5 separate regions of the Sus scrofa genome follow, and regions 1, 2, 3 and 4 are each linked to region 5. The links are chromatin contacts, called in public Hi-C and HiChIP or PLAC-seq maps. All regions are on one chromosome and are shown on one strand. Each heading gives the region's core, a stretch centred on a gene start, on an enhancer-like site or on the middle of the called end of the contact. The rest is flanking DNA. Distances are from core to core; before and after follow the strand shown.

What was found. Hi-C and Micro-C count contacts between places; a contact is called where the count stands out from the background. HiChIP or PLAC-seq counts read pairs in DNA pulled down with a chosen protein or histone mark.
Region 1: a Hi-C map of liver shows a contact between it and region 5, with 7 times the contacts expected there. The contact joins the promoter of DHX40 here to the promoter of PTRH2 in region 5. A contact is called at or near these places in 3 of 47 Hi-C or Micro-C datasets (heart right ventricle, liver and skeletal muscle).
Region 2: an H3K27ac HiChIP or PLAC-seq map of alveolar macrophages shows a contact between it and region 5. The contact joins the promoter of RPS6KB1 here to the promoter of PTRH2 in region 5. A contact is called at or near these places in 1 of 5 promoter capture datasets (liver), 3 of 47 Hi-C or Micro-C datasets (embryonic fibroblasts, liver and skeletal muscle) and 2 of 2 datasets of contacts at active chromatin or transcription factors (alveolar macrophages and skeletal muscle).
Region 3: a contact with region 5 is called in a Hi-C map of liver, with 1.9 times the contacts expected there. The contact joins the enhancer-like site here to the promoter of PTRH2 in region 5. A contact is called at or near these places in 1 of 5 promoter capture datasets (liver), 7 of 47 Hi-C or Micro-C datasets (adipocytes, embryonic fibroblasts, epiblast stem cells and 3 more) and 1 of 2 datasets of contacts at active chromatin or transcription factors (alveolar macrophages).
Region 4: a contact with region 5 is called in an H3K27ac HiChIP or PLAC-seq map of alveolar macrophages. The contact joins the promoter of RNFT1 here to the promoter of PTRH2 in region 5. A contact is called at or near these places in 1 of 47 Hi-C or Micro-C datasets (liver) and 1 of 2 datasets of contacts at active chromatin or transcription factors (alveolar macrophages).

The regions. Positions count from the first base shown.
Region 1 is chr12:35,780,120-35,782,819 of Sscrofa11.1, reverse strand. It overlaps DHX40 (probable ATP-dependent RNA helicase DHX40), which reads right to left and starts at 1,266. Exons shown (of 18, transcript XM_005668994.3): 1 at 1,116-1,266; 2 at 54-221. The coding sequence starts at 1,167.
Region 2 is chr12:36,110,135-36,112,834 of Sscrofa11.1, reverse strand. RPS6KB1 (ribosomal protein S6 kinase beta-1) reads right to left here and starts at 1,251. Exons shown (of 15, transcript XM_003131671.5): 1 at 973-1,251. The coding sequence starts at 1,113. It overlaps TUBD1 (tubulin delta chain), which reads left to right and starts at 1,529. Exons shown (of 6, transcript XM_013981124.2): 1 at 1,529-1,643.
Region 3 is chr12:36,067,979-36,070,678 of Sscrofa11.1, reverse strand. No RefSeq gene overlaps it. Among named protein-coding and RNA genes, the nearest start is that of MIR21, 4.1 kb to the right of the region's middle. Within about 2 kb of position 1,403, at least 58 of the 83 cell types and tissues checked have an H3K27ac peak or open chromatin away from gene starts, as enhancers often do. A contact at or near this core is called in alveolar macrophages, embryonic fibroblasts, epiblast stem cells and 2 more, where this site is marked.
Region 4 is chr12:36,173,800-36,176,499 of Sscrofa11.1, reverse strand. It overlaps RNFT1 (RING finger and transmembrane domain-containing protein 1), which reads left to right and starts at 1,365. Exons shown (of 9, transcript XM_021067295.1): 1 at 1,365-1,799. LOC102157680 (a long non-coding RNA gene) reads right to left here and starts at 1,583. Exons shown (of 5, transcript XR_001299904.2): 1 at 1,460-1,583.
Region 5 is chr12:35,931,842-35,934,541 of Sscrofa11.1, reverse strand. PTRH2 (peptidyl-tRNA hydrolase 2, mitochondrial) reads left to right here and starts at 1,313. Exons shown (of 2, transcript XM_003131669.4): 1 at 1,313-1,466.

The DNA.
Region 1 (2,700 bases), core at 17-2,516, 150 kb after region 5:
AGGGTGGGGGATATTTTTTAAATACTCCCAATATTACCCCAGAATAAAATTACCTGCTTCATATAGATACTTTGGAAGTTGTGTTGTTTTACCACTTCCTGTATTTCCAGTAACAATAAGGAATGAATTGTCCCTCACAGCCTGAATAAGTTTTTTTCTTTGTTTTTGAATAGGAAAAGTTGGAGTAGTTCCTCCCTCCTGTGATGTGCATCCTTTCTCTTCTGTAATAACAACAAAAAAGTTTATAAATTAAAAGACCTGTAAAAACATCACTAACTCAATTTCTCAGAAATGAAAAGAGAACGACAATAGAATTTCAGGGCTAGAAAGACTCAAACCATGACTTCTCAGTTAAATCACTCACATCCAATTTGCAAGTAAGGGTTTTTATAAGCCCAATGCAACTTTATAGTCAGCTCTAATAACTTGAGCATTTGCTAATGCATGACTCAAAGTATCTGCCAGAGTAAGCCTAGTATAAGGCAAAGTATTTGCAAACACACCTATACAGAAACACAAAAGCCAATTTTATTAAACAAAACACCCAAAACCGGAACACAGAAGAAAAACTCTCAGCTGAATTAAAAGCCACCTGTGTTTGCTTCTGATTCATGGTTCAAGTTAGGTCCCTGTTCAGAGTGACTGATATCCCAGAAGGCCAAGTGGTGGGTAACCATGGAAACTGGCTCCTGGAAACTGGCTCCCTTCATACCGTACCCAAAGGCAGGCTGGCGGCCCGACGAAGGGGCGGGGGGGGGGGGAAATGGGTAGAGAACAAAGGCTTTATGAGCCTATTTAAGAGCAGAACGCGTCTCTGCGCTGGGGTTCACTTTTTTGTACCCCAGTAGGGTTTTCACCCAACTTGCGTCTGGGACCGCCCCCCTCTAGACCAAAGTGCTCACTGGACGCAAAGTTCGGTTCCCGCTTGGAGGGCGACAAAAACGCTACAACCTCCACCCTACTCTTCTCTGCCTGCCTAAGGCAGACTTTTATCTTTCCCAAACCCCCCCATGCCCTAACTCCCGCTGGCCTCCGTAGTGTCCCGCGGACCGCACCTCTATCCGCGATGGTAACAGCCGAAGGCCGCTCTTCCTGAAGGTCTCTTGAGCGCTCACCTTCCTCCTGCCGCCTTGGCGCCCTGCCCGCGACGGCGGGAAACCGGGACATAGACCTGGCCCCAAGCGGAGGTGAGCACGTCCACCGATCTGAGGAGATGGGAGGGGAAAGGCGAAGACGCGCCCTGATGACGTCGAGGTGTTTACTTCCGCGCGTGCGACTCGAGCAAGGGGAGGGGCAGATGTTCGTTGACTTGGCGCGCGGCGGGCGAGCAGTTCCCCAACCCGCGCCACGCGGCTGCGAGCAGACGGTCCACCCCGGAGTGTCCTCCGCTGCCTGAAGGTGTACGCTGCGCGGGTGTTGTAAAGCCAGCCCCGAGGTCCGGAAGCGCTCCCTCCTGTTTCTCTTCTTATGCGCAAAAGGGCACGGGACACCTTTTTGCTCAGTGGTCCCTGCAAGCCTAGCCTACCTTCACACACCTAACGTTATGTGACCGTTTGCCAGGAGCTGGAACCTTACTAGAGGTGTTCCATAATATTGTCACTTTGCGTATCCTGAATTGACCCGTTTAAGGCATACATCCCACGAGTTGCAGAGCCGAACTTCTGGTTCCATAGGATCCAAAACTTACGTCGCATACGCTCTACATTCCCTTCGCAGGATCCTGCATTTTAATTTATTTCCATGTTTATTTTCTTTCCCTTTTCCCCAAATAGATGCAAGCGCGGCAACTTCAGAAAATCATGGAACGTTCAGCCTGGCAAAGTGATTCGAAGTGGGCTGGTTTTTGAATTTGCTGGGTGGATGAGTGAATGATTGATCTGCAGAGGAGTTAAGCTCACTTTTAATGGCTGTGGGTTCCTTGGAAACCACAAGCGCTGAAAAGTTTAAAAGATATACAACAATCAAGGGTGGGGTGACTTTTTCAGAAAGGCAATTTGGGGAGCAGTCTTCCTGACATAGAACCTTAAAATTTTGTTAAGTGATGTCAGTCGTAATAACAAAATCTGTGCAAGAAGGTTGTTTTCCGACTTTTCAACCATTCCTACTGTTAGAATTAACCAACACTGGAGTTCCCATTGTGGCTCAGCAGTAGCAAACCCGAACTGGAGGCGGGTTCCATTCCTGGCCTCTCTCAGTGAGATCTGGGTTATGTAAGGATACTGCGTTGTGGTGAGCTGCAGACCTGGTGTTTTTGTGGCTGTGGATCTAGCGTTGCTGTTGCTGTGGTGTAGGCTGGCATAGATGCAGCTCTGATTGGACCTGGGAACTTCCATATGCCGAAGGTGCAGCTGTAAAAAGGATAAAAAAAAAAAAAATGAACCAACACTTACAGCTGAAGAAAACAATGCAAGCTGTCACTGTGCATTAACTAAAGGCTACTACTCTCCTATCTGACCAACCTTCAGATGATGTCATTGGACCCCAAGATTTTTCTGTGCTCATTAAAAATTTGTGAATACCAACTCCTTTTAGAGGGGACGGGTTAACATCTCTGAAAATGCAAGTTTGTCATATTTTGAGTGAGAACAACTTTCTAACAAATTTATATCGCCAAAGCCTGGGAGCTACAAGAATAAATCTGGTAAGAGAAGGACATCCCAGATTTTTCTCATCCTTTAAGAGAATCTCCCAACCTCCCAG
Region 2 (2,700 bases), core at 2-2,501, 180 kb before region 5:
TTACCTTGAAAAAAAGAATCTTGAATAAAGAAAAACTACTAACCAAAGGTGAACCAAGCTATGCATTAGGAAAAACAATTCTAAATTTAGCACCCCAAATTACAGCAAGGAAAGCCCTCACACCACCATTCACAAGTCTCAGTTTAAGCAATTTATTTTTGGCAAGCCAAATCACAGCTGTCAACGCTGGTTTTTTTCCACCCCAAAATTACATCAAGTATTTTGAAAAAATGTAGACATCTTCAACTGGGAGAAAAGTAAGTTACAAATGCCGTGTGTCGTTATAAATGCTTAACAAAAAAGTCACACGGAAGGAGGTTTTTGTTTAAAAAAAAAAAAAAAAAAGCAAACAAACAAACCCTGGAAGATGCAGCAGAGCCCCCTTGCTCCCGAAATAAAACTCCTGGTGGCTGTAACAGCAGCGGCAGCGCTACTCCCGACAGAAGTTTTCAGCTGTCACTTCTAACAGCTGAGCGCTTCCTAGGAGAGAAGCGACAGGCCGAGAAAAGAGGTGGTTGTGGGAGGTCTGAAGATTTAATACTTGAAATCTTACACTCAAGGGAAACCCTTCCGCTCTTCACCTGCACTTACGGGACACCCAGCCAGCGCAATCCCCCTCCCCCCAACACACGCTTCCACCACTCGCGCCCCACCACATTTAAGTCCACTAGCTCCAGGAATCGACCACGCGCCCTTTCTCGTTCCCTCCGCAGGCTGCTCCCAGCTGCGCTGTTCTGGGGCTAGGGGCGCGACCTGCACCTGCAAGCCCCGCAGCGGCCTCACACCTAAGGCCAGGTCCGCCCCACCCGTCCCCCCCCCACCCCCAGCTTCTGGCCGCGCGGCACCTCGGCTCCTCCCGCGGACTACTCGCTCCCCCCTGGGTCTCCGCGCTCTCGGACGCGCGGGGCTTCCAGGGCCCGCGCCACCGCCCCGGCCCTGTCACCTCGGGCCCCCCGGGACCCCGGGCCTCACCCCCTCCTCCAGCTCATCCTCAGAGCCCGCGTCCTCTGGCTGATCCAGGTCTATGTCAAACACTCCTGCCATGTCCTCAGCTTCCCTGTCTCGGAAGTCCGGCGCTGGGTAAAAGCCGTCCCGCCTCCGTCGTCGCCTCATGGGCCCGGACCCGCCGCAGCCACTGCTGCCGCTGCCGCCATCACCGGCTGCCTAGGCTCAGTGCGTCTGCGCTTAGGCCCCAGACTGGCTCCTGAAGTTCAGCACTGGAGCATGCGTACAGGATTCTGTGAAGCCGAACTGTGGGCAGTGAACATGCGTAGAACTATTGCCAGGAACCAGGTACTGGCAGAAACATGCGCAGAAGCCCAGCCGAAGCCTCTCTTGGAAGCCAGATCATGCGCATTGTCAGCTAAAGAGTTTGATGGACAGCGAGCATGCGTACCGTGTCTGAAATTGATAAATTGAAATTGAACATGCGTAATTAACCTTACTGAATAGGAAAAAAAAAAAAAAAAAACACCCACCGCGGGGAGGGCGGGGGGGAAAAAGCGCAACAAATCTCTACGTTTGTGGTACATGCGCATTCGTTCTCTGTAGTTTTTTTTTTTCTTTTGAAAGAGCATGCGCATAATAAGAGGGTTGCCCCTCGAATTTGAACCGGACAGAAACGGCTGGTTCTGGGGCTGGCAGTGAGTGGGGTTTTTGGGGAGCTGCTGGGGTGGTATAGAAAGGGAGCATCTTGGCTTTGCTAATTACTAGTTCGGTGGCTTTGCGAAAATCACATAACCTTTCAGAGCCTTAAGTTTCCTTATCTGTAAAATGAAAGTAATGACATCTATTTTGCAGGCTTGTTTGATAATTTTAAGTACAGAGTCTGGTTCCCAAACCACAGCTCTTTCCATTGCTCCGTGGACTCGGTGTGAGGTCTTAACCAAAAGTTGTCTCTTTACATTGTTAAAAATAGTGAATACTTTCTCTAATATTTCATCCCGTCTTTTTTTCCCCCCAAGCTTCGTCTCCCATGCTGTCCTCCCTGAGCTAAATACAAAGTCTTTCCTGTGTTACTGTGGTGCCTAGAACAGAAAGACGATTGGAGGGAGAAAATAATTATTTGGAAGAGAGAATATTAATGTTAATAAAATGTGCTATTGTTGAGCTAACTTCTGCATTATGTCCCTGTGGTGTGAAGTGTATGCTATGAATTCCTTCAACCGGGATTCCTTTTGTTTTTTTTTTTGTTTGTTTTAAATGCATACTTAGGAAAATAGTGATTACAAATGAAAATTTGAAAACTATTGAGCTTTATATAAATGAATTTGGGTACAGTAAATCCCAAAACCATATAAAGAAAAAGAACAACTTTCTTAAATGTTTGGCTTCTTAGACAAGATAGCTATTTTATCTACAGCGCCATAGACATATATAGTATTTTTAAAAATGTTTTTTTCTTTTAGGGTCACATCTGAGGCATATGGAAGTTCCCAGGCCTGGGGTCGAATCTGAGCCGCAGCTGCCAGCCTATGCTACAGCCTCAGCAATGTGGGATCGAAGCTGCATCTCTGAGCTATACTATAGCTCACAGCTATGTCAGATCCTTAACTCACTGAGCAAGGCCAGGGATCAAACCTGCATCCTCATGTATGCTAGTCAGGTTCATTGCCCCTGAGCCACAATGGGAACTCCTAAAAAAATTAATTTTTATTGATTGTGTATTAACGTATGTGATACTTTATTTGTTCTTTATTA
Region 3 (2,700 bases), core at 154-2,653, 140 kb before region 5:
AGATGTGAAAGTGCTTTGAAAAAGAAAAAAAGGTCTGTACAAGTAGAAATTGCCTTGTAATCATAATTACAGCAAACATTACCAGGAACCTGCCCACACAGGATGGCTAAGAGTGGAGCTGGCTTTTCCAACACTTGGCATAGGGACGTGCAAAGGCTGCTCGTCAATTTAAATGCAAAACTTTTTCAGCTGTGGCCTTTTAATGTGCTGCACTCTCCCTTTCCCCATCACCTACCTTGTGATCATAAGATGAAACAAGTAAGCAGAAGTTTGGACTTTTGTACCAGACTTTTCCGCAGAACTGAGTGGCTAGGATCCAGAATATTTGAATTCTTGCTCTACTTCCTTGTTTCCTCCAGCAAATCACTGGACTTCTCTGCTTAATTTCCTCATGGGGCTATTGTAAGGATTTAATGATTAAATACAATACACATAAAACAGCATTGAAAACAGTGCCTGGTGCAAAGCAAGCAAGCAATCATTATCACAGTTACAATAAATCCACTGTGTTTCCTGGTACAGGGCACATCAGAGAAGGTTCCTGGGAGCTAATCTTGATCAGTGGTTGTGAACAAAGAACAAACCATGGAGGGGACACAGGAGCAGGAAGAAGGGGCTGGTGCAAGGGGCAGACTGGAGCGAGCCTCAAGGGTGTGGCCCTTGTGCCTCAGCGGAGACAAATCTGACTAGCACCCATGAGGATGCAGGTTCGATCCCTGGCCTCGCTCAGTGGGGTTGCTGGTGAGCTGTGGTGTGGGTCGCAGACATGGCTTGGATCTGGCATGGCTGTGGCTGCGGTGTAGGCCAGGGACTACAGCTCCGATTCTGCCCCTAACCTGGGAACCTCCAAATGCCGCGGGTGCAGCCCTCAAAAGACCAAAAAAAAAAAAAACCCAACCAAAGAAAAAAAACCAAACCAAGTGAGATTAGATAGAGAAAGTCTGGCTGCTTGAAGAGGCTTAGGACTGTCACTCAAGTGAAACCGATTCTCAAGACACTAGGAGGTGCCCAAAAAAATGAAAGGCAGAAAAAGGCCTCCTCTTGTTATTTTTGGCTTTTATCTTCTTAAGTAATGAAAAGAGGGTGAGAACAACAAGGTTCTCTGGTGACGTGGAGCGTTGGGCTTCAGCACTTACTGCCAAGAGAAGTGAACCTGAGCTGCTCTTTTGTTTCCTACACAACCTGGTGAGGAGCCAAAGGAAGACAAAAGTAATGTGAACAGTCATCCCCCACCTTCGGGGAAAGGCGGAACCACCCCTCTTTTCAAATCCCAAGCCGCCGCCCTCCGAGAAAACACCCGCCCCCCATCGGAAACAGACGGGGACACAATGAAGCAATGCTGTCCGGCGGGGTCAGTCGACGCGGCCTGAAGGAAAAAGCTGCTCAGGCTGTTCCCTCGAGGGGGGCAGATGGCAACAAAGGGAAATGACGTTGGGGATTAGGTGGGGGGCGAGAAACGTGGCCTTCGGAGGCCTCCTTGAATAAACAAGGCTTTTCCCCGCAGGGCTTTGGGGGGGAAGGCCGTCCCCGCGAGCCGCGCGACCCGTGGCAACCCCTCCCTGGAAACGCTCCAAAGGGCCGGGGGCGGGGGGGGGTGTCCCCTCTCAGGCTGATCCTCAGAATCAGCCAGAGGCGTCCCCTCAAGAATTCAGGAATGTGGTTTCCAACGCAAACAGACCCTCCATGGTGGAAAACGTGCTGGAGTGCGGCCAGGCCGTCCCGTCGCGTCCTGAGTCATGTGGAAACGGTTCCCCCGCGGGCTGCACACCTGGGCTGCCGACCGCAGAAGGGGATTTCCAAACGGACCGGCGGCCGTAAATCCTGCCTCCCTTCCCAAGGCGCTGCAGGTCCACTTTCTCGGAAGCGCGCCCCAGAGATTCCCAACTTCCTAACTCCGCTTCTAGGCTGCCTCAGAGCGGCAACTGCTGCTGACCCAACGCATCGAGGAGCCAAGCAACGCCGTGCTTTTCAAAAAGGTTTATTTTAAATGAAGAGGAACAGATGTCCAGGGTTTCCAAACTGCCACACATTTGTGGATTTGGCTGACAAGCGCTCTAGGCTGCATTTCGTCTCTGTTCCCAGAGAGTCAGAGCCAGCCACTCAGAACTGACTCACTTGCTCTGGGCCACAGTTTGGGCCAGTAGCCCAACTGCAGAACTAGGATCCCAGATCGCAAATGAATCCAGGGTGTTCGGGTAGACAGCGGGGGCCATCTAACACAACTCACTTTATTTCAGTAGTCTCAACACCCACACAGCAAACTGTGGAAGGCCAGTAGGTCAGAGAATGAGCAAACAGTTGGCACCTGCCTGTCCCAGCGCCACACAATTCCAAAGGCCATGAGTAAGCAACTCTCCAGAACAGGTTTTTGTTATAATCTCTTCTGAGTACTGATTAAATATGCAAATACATGTAAGTTATTTGCTGCAATTCAGTCCTCACCCTCAAGGCAAATGTATTACCTCAGGTGAACTCTTGGCTTTGCTGAGAAGGGCAGGGCAGGAACCCAAGCCCCTAACTACCAGATACAAATGACTCAACTGCTTCTAGAATTTTCAAGTACACTATGTGCTTTCTTTTCTCCTTGTCTTTGAGAATAAAGGAACAAACACTTCGCATGTAGCACTTTTGTGTAGCATTTCGTTTACTATGTTTTGTGAATACCAGAGGAGGTTTCATCATGTGAGTTAGAGATGGACT
Region 4 (2,700 bases), core at 116-2,615, 240 kb before region 5:
GCAAAATGGTTTGGCATTAAGATTAATCTGATTTAAGCACAGGTTCAAGGTGGATATTCAGATTAAATAGTGGGTTCAGTTGTAGTCGATTATAGGAGAAAATAAGGTGCAAAAAATTTCATGATTAAGGAGGCTCAAAAATCACACACCAGGACTTCCTGTTATGGTGCAGTGGGTTAATGATCTGGCTTGTCTCTGTGGTGGCACCAGTTCTATCCCCAGCCTGGTACAGTGGGTTAAGGATCCCAAGTTACCACATCTGTGGCATAGCTCACAGCTATGGCTGGGATTTCATCCCTGGCCAGGGACCTTTCATATGCCCCAGGAGCAGCAGAAAAAGGGGGGGAGGGAATCACACACCAGCAAACTAACTTGGGTAAAGTTGCTGTGAATGGCTTTAAATCAGCGACCGGTAATAAGACAAAGTATTCCTTTTTTTCCACTAGATATTCAACTCATGACGTGTGTGTATGTAAGCAAATGCATCCTCTCTAGTGAGGAAAGACTGAACCCCTCACCCAAGCCATTGAATGTTTAATTTCAAGACTTGTAGGAAGACCATCAAGAGTTACCTACTTGACGTCAAATTCCAGATATTAAAGGGAAAAAAACTCGAGGTTCAAAATAGAAAGGCTATTCGTGGTGGGGAGGGATGGGACAGATTCTTGGAAAACAAGTAACATTTAGAATCTATCTGGGCTGAGGATCAAGAGGTAAGCTTTTTTGTTTCATTGTTCAAAGTTTTTTTTCTTTTTTTCCCCTTTTAGGGCGACACCTGCAGCACATGTAAGTTCCTGAGCGAGGGGTCCAAACCGAGCGTCGTCCGTGCAACCCCGGAACCTTAACCCACACCCAATGGGAGAGGCCAGGGATACGAACTAGTCCGGTTCTTAAACCCCCTGAGCCACAAGGAGAACTCTCCAAACTTTTTCTTAATACACCTTTTATTTTTAGAAGTTTTAGGTTAACAATTACAGCGAAGACACTACAGAGCTCCCTAGAAAACAAGGTTTTTAAACTCTTAACTTCTACTTCCACCCCCACCTAAATTATCCTCACTTCTCCATTTCTATTCTCAGGTTTCGGCAGGGTCTTGTTCTCACAGTGCAACTTCAGAATTGTAAAGAAAACCCGAGTTCAGTTAAAACTTCACCGCCCATCCACAACTGGCTCAGCTGAGCTGGGGGAAACCAGACCGCTCCCGCCCCCGCCCGGCTCGCTCAGAGGCGCGTCGAGCCCTCGCCAACGTGGCTCCTCCAGCTCGGAACCCGGGAGACGCGAGCCAGGCGGGACCCAGGGGCTGGCGCACGGGAGGCGGGACCAGACCAGCCCCCAACGGCAGGCTCCTCCCCCGAGGGCAGGTTCTCGAAGCCAAAACATTTTTAACCTCGAAACGTCCGGATCTCTGAGGAGGGGGTGAGGAGGGGTGTAGGAGGGCAGGTTACACAAACGTACGCACAGACTGGATGCAGCTCATGGTTTAACGCAGCCGGCTGCCGGGAGTTGTGGGGCACAGACCGCTCTTCACAGCCAGCACCCCTGACGGCCTGCACCCCACTCGGGTCGGCGGCGCCCTCCCCTCGGCGCGTCGCCCGGGGGCGGGGCACGCGCGCGTGAAGACGTCCAGGGAGCGAGCGCGCGCGCGCGCGCCGCCGCCGCCGCTGCCGCCGCGGAGCTGAGTGGAGGTTGCAGGTGGTGGGGGTTTCAAGGTGATGGCCCCGGTTGAAGGCCTCGAGGCGGCGTCTGCCACAGTTCCTGCGGTCGCTGCCCGGGCCCTGGTCCGCCCATCGTCATGAGAGGTCAGGTCTGGGGGAAACGGATGAAGGAGGCGAGGGACCCCGGCGAATGGGTTCTGGGGAGAATAACTGAGGCGCTCGAAGCTCGAACGTGGGTGGAAAACTCTGACCTGGAGATTCCGGAAGAGCCGTTTGCGTTTACTTTTCTTTTTTCTCCCCTTTCTTGCTCGTGCTTGGAGGAGAGTGGGAGGGTTCTCTGTTTTAATTTATGAAAGAAGGCGCAGAAACTGTTCAGTCCAACGTCGGTCTTCGGAGGTTTGAGGAAATAAATAGTAGCAGTCGTGACGTTTGGAGCATCGGTGAAAAAGCCTTTAGTGAAAGGCAGTTAAAAACCAAACCGCCCCTCAGTAACTGGAAAAAAAAAAATTCAAACCTACGAATGAATAGAATGACATAATATCCCCTGACGTTAACCCCTGCTTCCTCCTCCAGAAACGGTTTCGTCAGCTGGATTGTGGCATCCCCGACAGCTACCCACACTCATCCTGTGGGTTATTTCCCTGCCTGTGTTCGTTCCCCTTCCCTCCACGGTGGCATTTTTAACGGGCAGACCCCGTAACTATCCTTATTCAGACCGAAGAGTTACTTAGCGATTACCTGGTGCCTCTCCAAGCCTCCCTATTTTAAAGGTATTTAGGTAACATCCTTTGAGGGGCGGGGAAAGGTAATACTCTTGGTTTTAATTATTGGAAACTTTTTAATTAACTTTGTGAAAGCTCTTTCAGCATAAAACGAAATTTGTAGGTCACCTGAGTGAAATGTTTATGATTAGTTCTCCATGATGATATTTAATAAGGAGTTAAGATTTAATTTTTTTTTCCTCCTAGCCTTTCCAAGCATTAAAAAAGAAAAAGAGATTCACACTTATGAGATGTAGAATCTGCATCAGAGATGAAAGTACTCC
Region 5 (2,700 bases), core at 64-2,563:
CTACACAAATAGGCCACATTTATCTGGATACTGCTACCTCTTCCAAAGGTCAATTAAAACATAATCTAGAATGCATAAAATATTGCCTAGTAAATAATAGTTTCCTATCATCATTTATGCTAAGAATACACAACTAAAATCAGGGTGGATGATAACACAATTAAAAAGTAACAGCAGTCAGAGTATTAATTTCCCCATCATTACAACATTAGAAATACTCGTCCAAACCTCTCCAAAGGATCAGTGCACTCTACAAAGGAGAAGTAAAAGACATTAAAGTTAGGAAGCGCCAAAGAAGAAGCAAAAGTTAGGAAAGGGAGCTATGTTTCTTAACATTACAGTTAGGAAAAGGAAAAGGGGCTATGTTGTCAAGAAAGGTAAACAGTGCCAGAGCCTGTTTATCAAGAGATTGTTGCATGAATTTGCAGGAAAACAAAATAGTGTAAAACTCACTGAGAGTCATAATAATCTTAAGCAGTGTGACACAGGGTCACATATGGCTTTTTGGAAGTTTAGTTATTAAACCAACCTTCATGTTTTACTGCAAATATCTCCACTGTAAAGAAATACACTGGTCAGGGGTCAGGGATTTGGAAAAGGCAGGGAACACTGTTCTTCATGAACGTAGTAGGAGGTAACATGAAGGTCCTCTTTGCAAGAGATCTACGGAGGGGAGGCCCCACTCCCTTGGCCACCAACGCTTTAGATGGCACTTGCACATCTGAATTTTGTTTAGAAAGGGGTACATTTAGAATCATGCGCTAGCGGTTGGGAAGGGCAAGAACTTAACTGACAGATCCTGAGAAAAAGCTTGGTCATCGGCAGGGAAGATAGCTTTTCCATTTACTCTAAGGTCCTAGATACTTGGGGAGGAAGAGGGTACTCTACACAAGCTCAGAACGACTTCCAAGTCCGCGGCGATTAGAGGGAATGGCTGGGAGTCCAGTGCATGGGTTCAAAGTACCGGTGGCCAACCACGGGGAGGTGTCCCAAATAACCTAGCTACTGCCAGACTCAAACAGTCGGCAGAGCCCTAAAACACTGATTGAAGTCGGAATCACGGTGCCCCAGATCTGCATCGTCTAAGTGAAAGAACTCCAGAAGAAGTCAAGCTCTGAGGATAGCCTCAGGCGTCCGTCCCCAGTGCTCCGTGCTCGCTTACCTAGCCGCTCTGACTCCGGCTTCTCCGGATCTCGGGATCCTGGAAGCTGCTCGCGACTGACTCTCACACCCGCCGCTGGGCTGCGGCCAACCGGAACTCGCTCACGCCACTTCCGGTCCGTTTTCCCCCCGGGAGACCTCCTCCAAGAGAAAAACGTTCCCCGCTCCTTTCCGCCACCTCGGCTGATCGTCGCGGGATTTTAGTTCTGGTCTCGTTAGGGACCTGTGGGCGGGGCGAGAGGAAGAATGACTGATCTCTTCGCTGTTTTTGATCCGGAACTTGTTGTCCAGGAACCCCGGAAGAGGTAACTCGAGCGAGAGACGCGTGTTCGCTACCTAGAAGTGAAGACAGCAAAGGCGCGGGTGAGGCGGAGGGAAGGTGCGCTCGGTAGGTTGGCCCTTCAATAGGGCATAGGAGAGGGATGTCCTTCTCCATTCTCTTTCCAGGTGGACCGTTTCTTCTCATCTCATTCTAAACCCCTTTCTTTCATCTTCGTAAACTCTTCCGCCCAGTGGCCGCTGGAGTCCTTGTTCCGGTTTGGCCAGTCGTCTTTTGGGAAGAAGGGACCTAACTGCTGGGGAGGGCAAGGACCCAGAATTTCTAGTTCCCAGGGCACGCCTCCACTCAGGCAGTCTCGATGCAGTCGCTCTGAATGTGCGAAAATACCGAGCAGGCCTCACACGCTGCTGAGCATTTATTGAATACCCCGCAGCATAGCGAGTTGTTGAGTCCCACAAAGAAAGAAAAGATCTTTAGGGATATGATCAAAAAACTTGTCCTCCTGTGTCACACGGACATAATGTCTAGAGGAGTATTCAGTTCTTGAGCATTTTACTCCAGGCACTGCGCTGGACGTTGAGAACATACACTGCAGTGGCTCTGTGTAATTGCTACTGCGGCTCTGGAAAGTAAATAATTAAGACTTAAGAGACAGATTTCATTGCTTTCATGGGTGAAGAGGATGTTTTTGTGTGTTGAAGTGGAAAAAATTATTTTGGGGAGAGACTGCTGCTTGAAAGTACCTAGGAATTTGGTGTGGCTGGAAAGTACCGTATGTTGCAGGGAGAGTAGGTTAGAAGGATAGAGTAGGTTGAAACCAAATTGTATGATGCTTCGAATTCATGCTAAGAGACTTGTTTTTATTGTTAACCACCGAACTTGAGTCCACTTGACCAAACGGCATCAAAGCCAACCTGCCTACCGCTTCCACCTCCAGTTGTGGTGAAGGAAAGTGCAGCGTTTGTTGTAGAGCAAAGCCAAGGTAGTGGGAGGCAAGCCTCAAATCCACTCCAACTTGGTCACTGAGTTAGGGTGTTCTTTTATTTGTATTTTTTGAAGGGGAAGAACAAATGGGATGGGATTAATCATCATCTTGTGACAGTTCTTAATTGCAGTGATTTTTCTTAATTGTAGTTTCAGGAGTCAGGATGTCTTTGGTTTATGATTCTCTGGCCAGGTGGTCCATGGCTCGAGGGCCTGTTAGCTCATCTTGCCAAAGAGAAACAGCTCAAGTTAAGCTATTAATGATGATATCTACA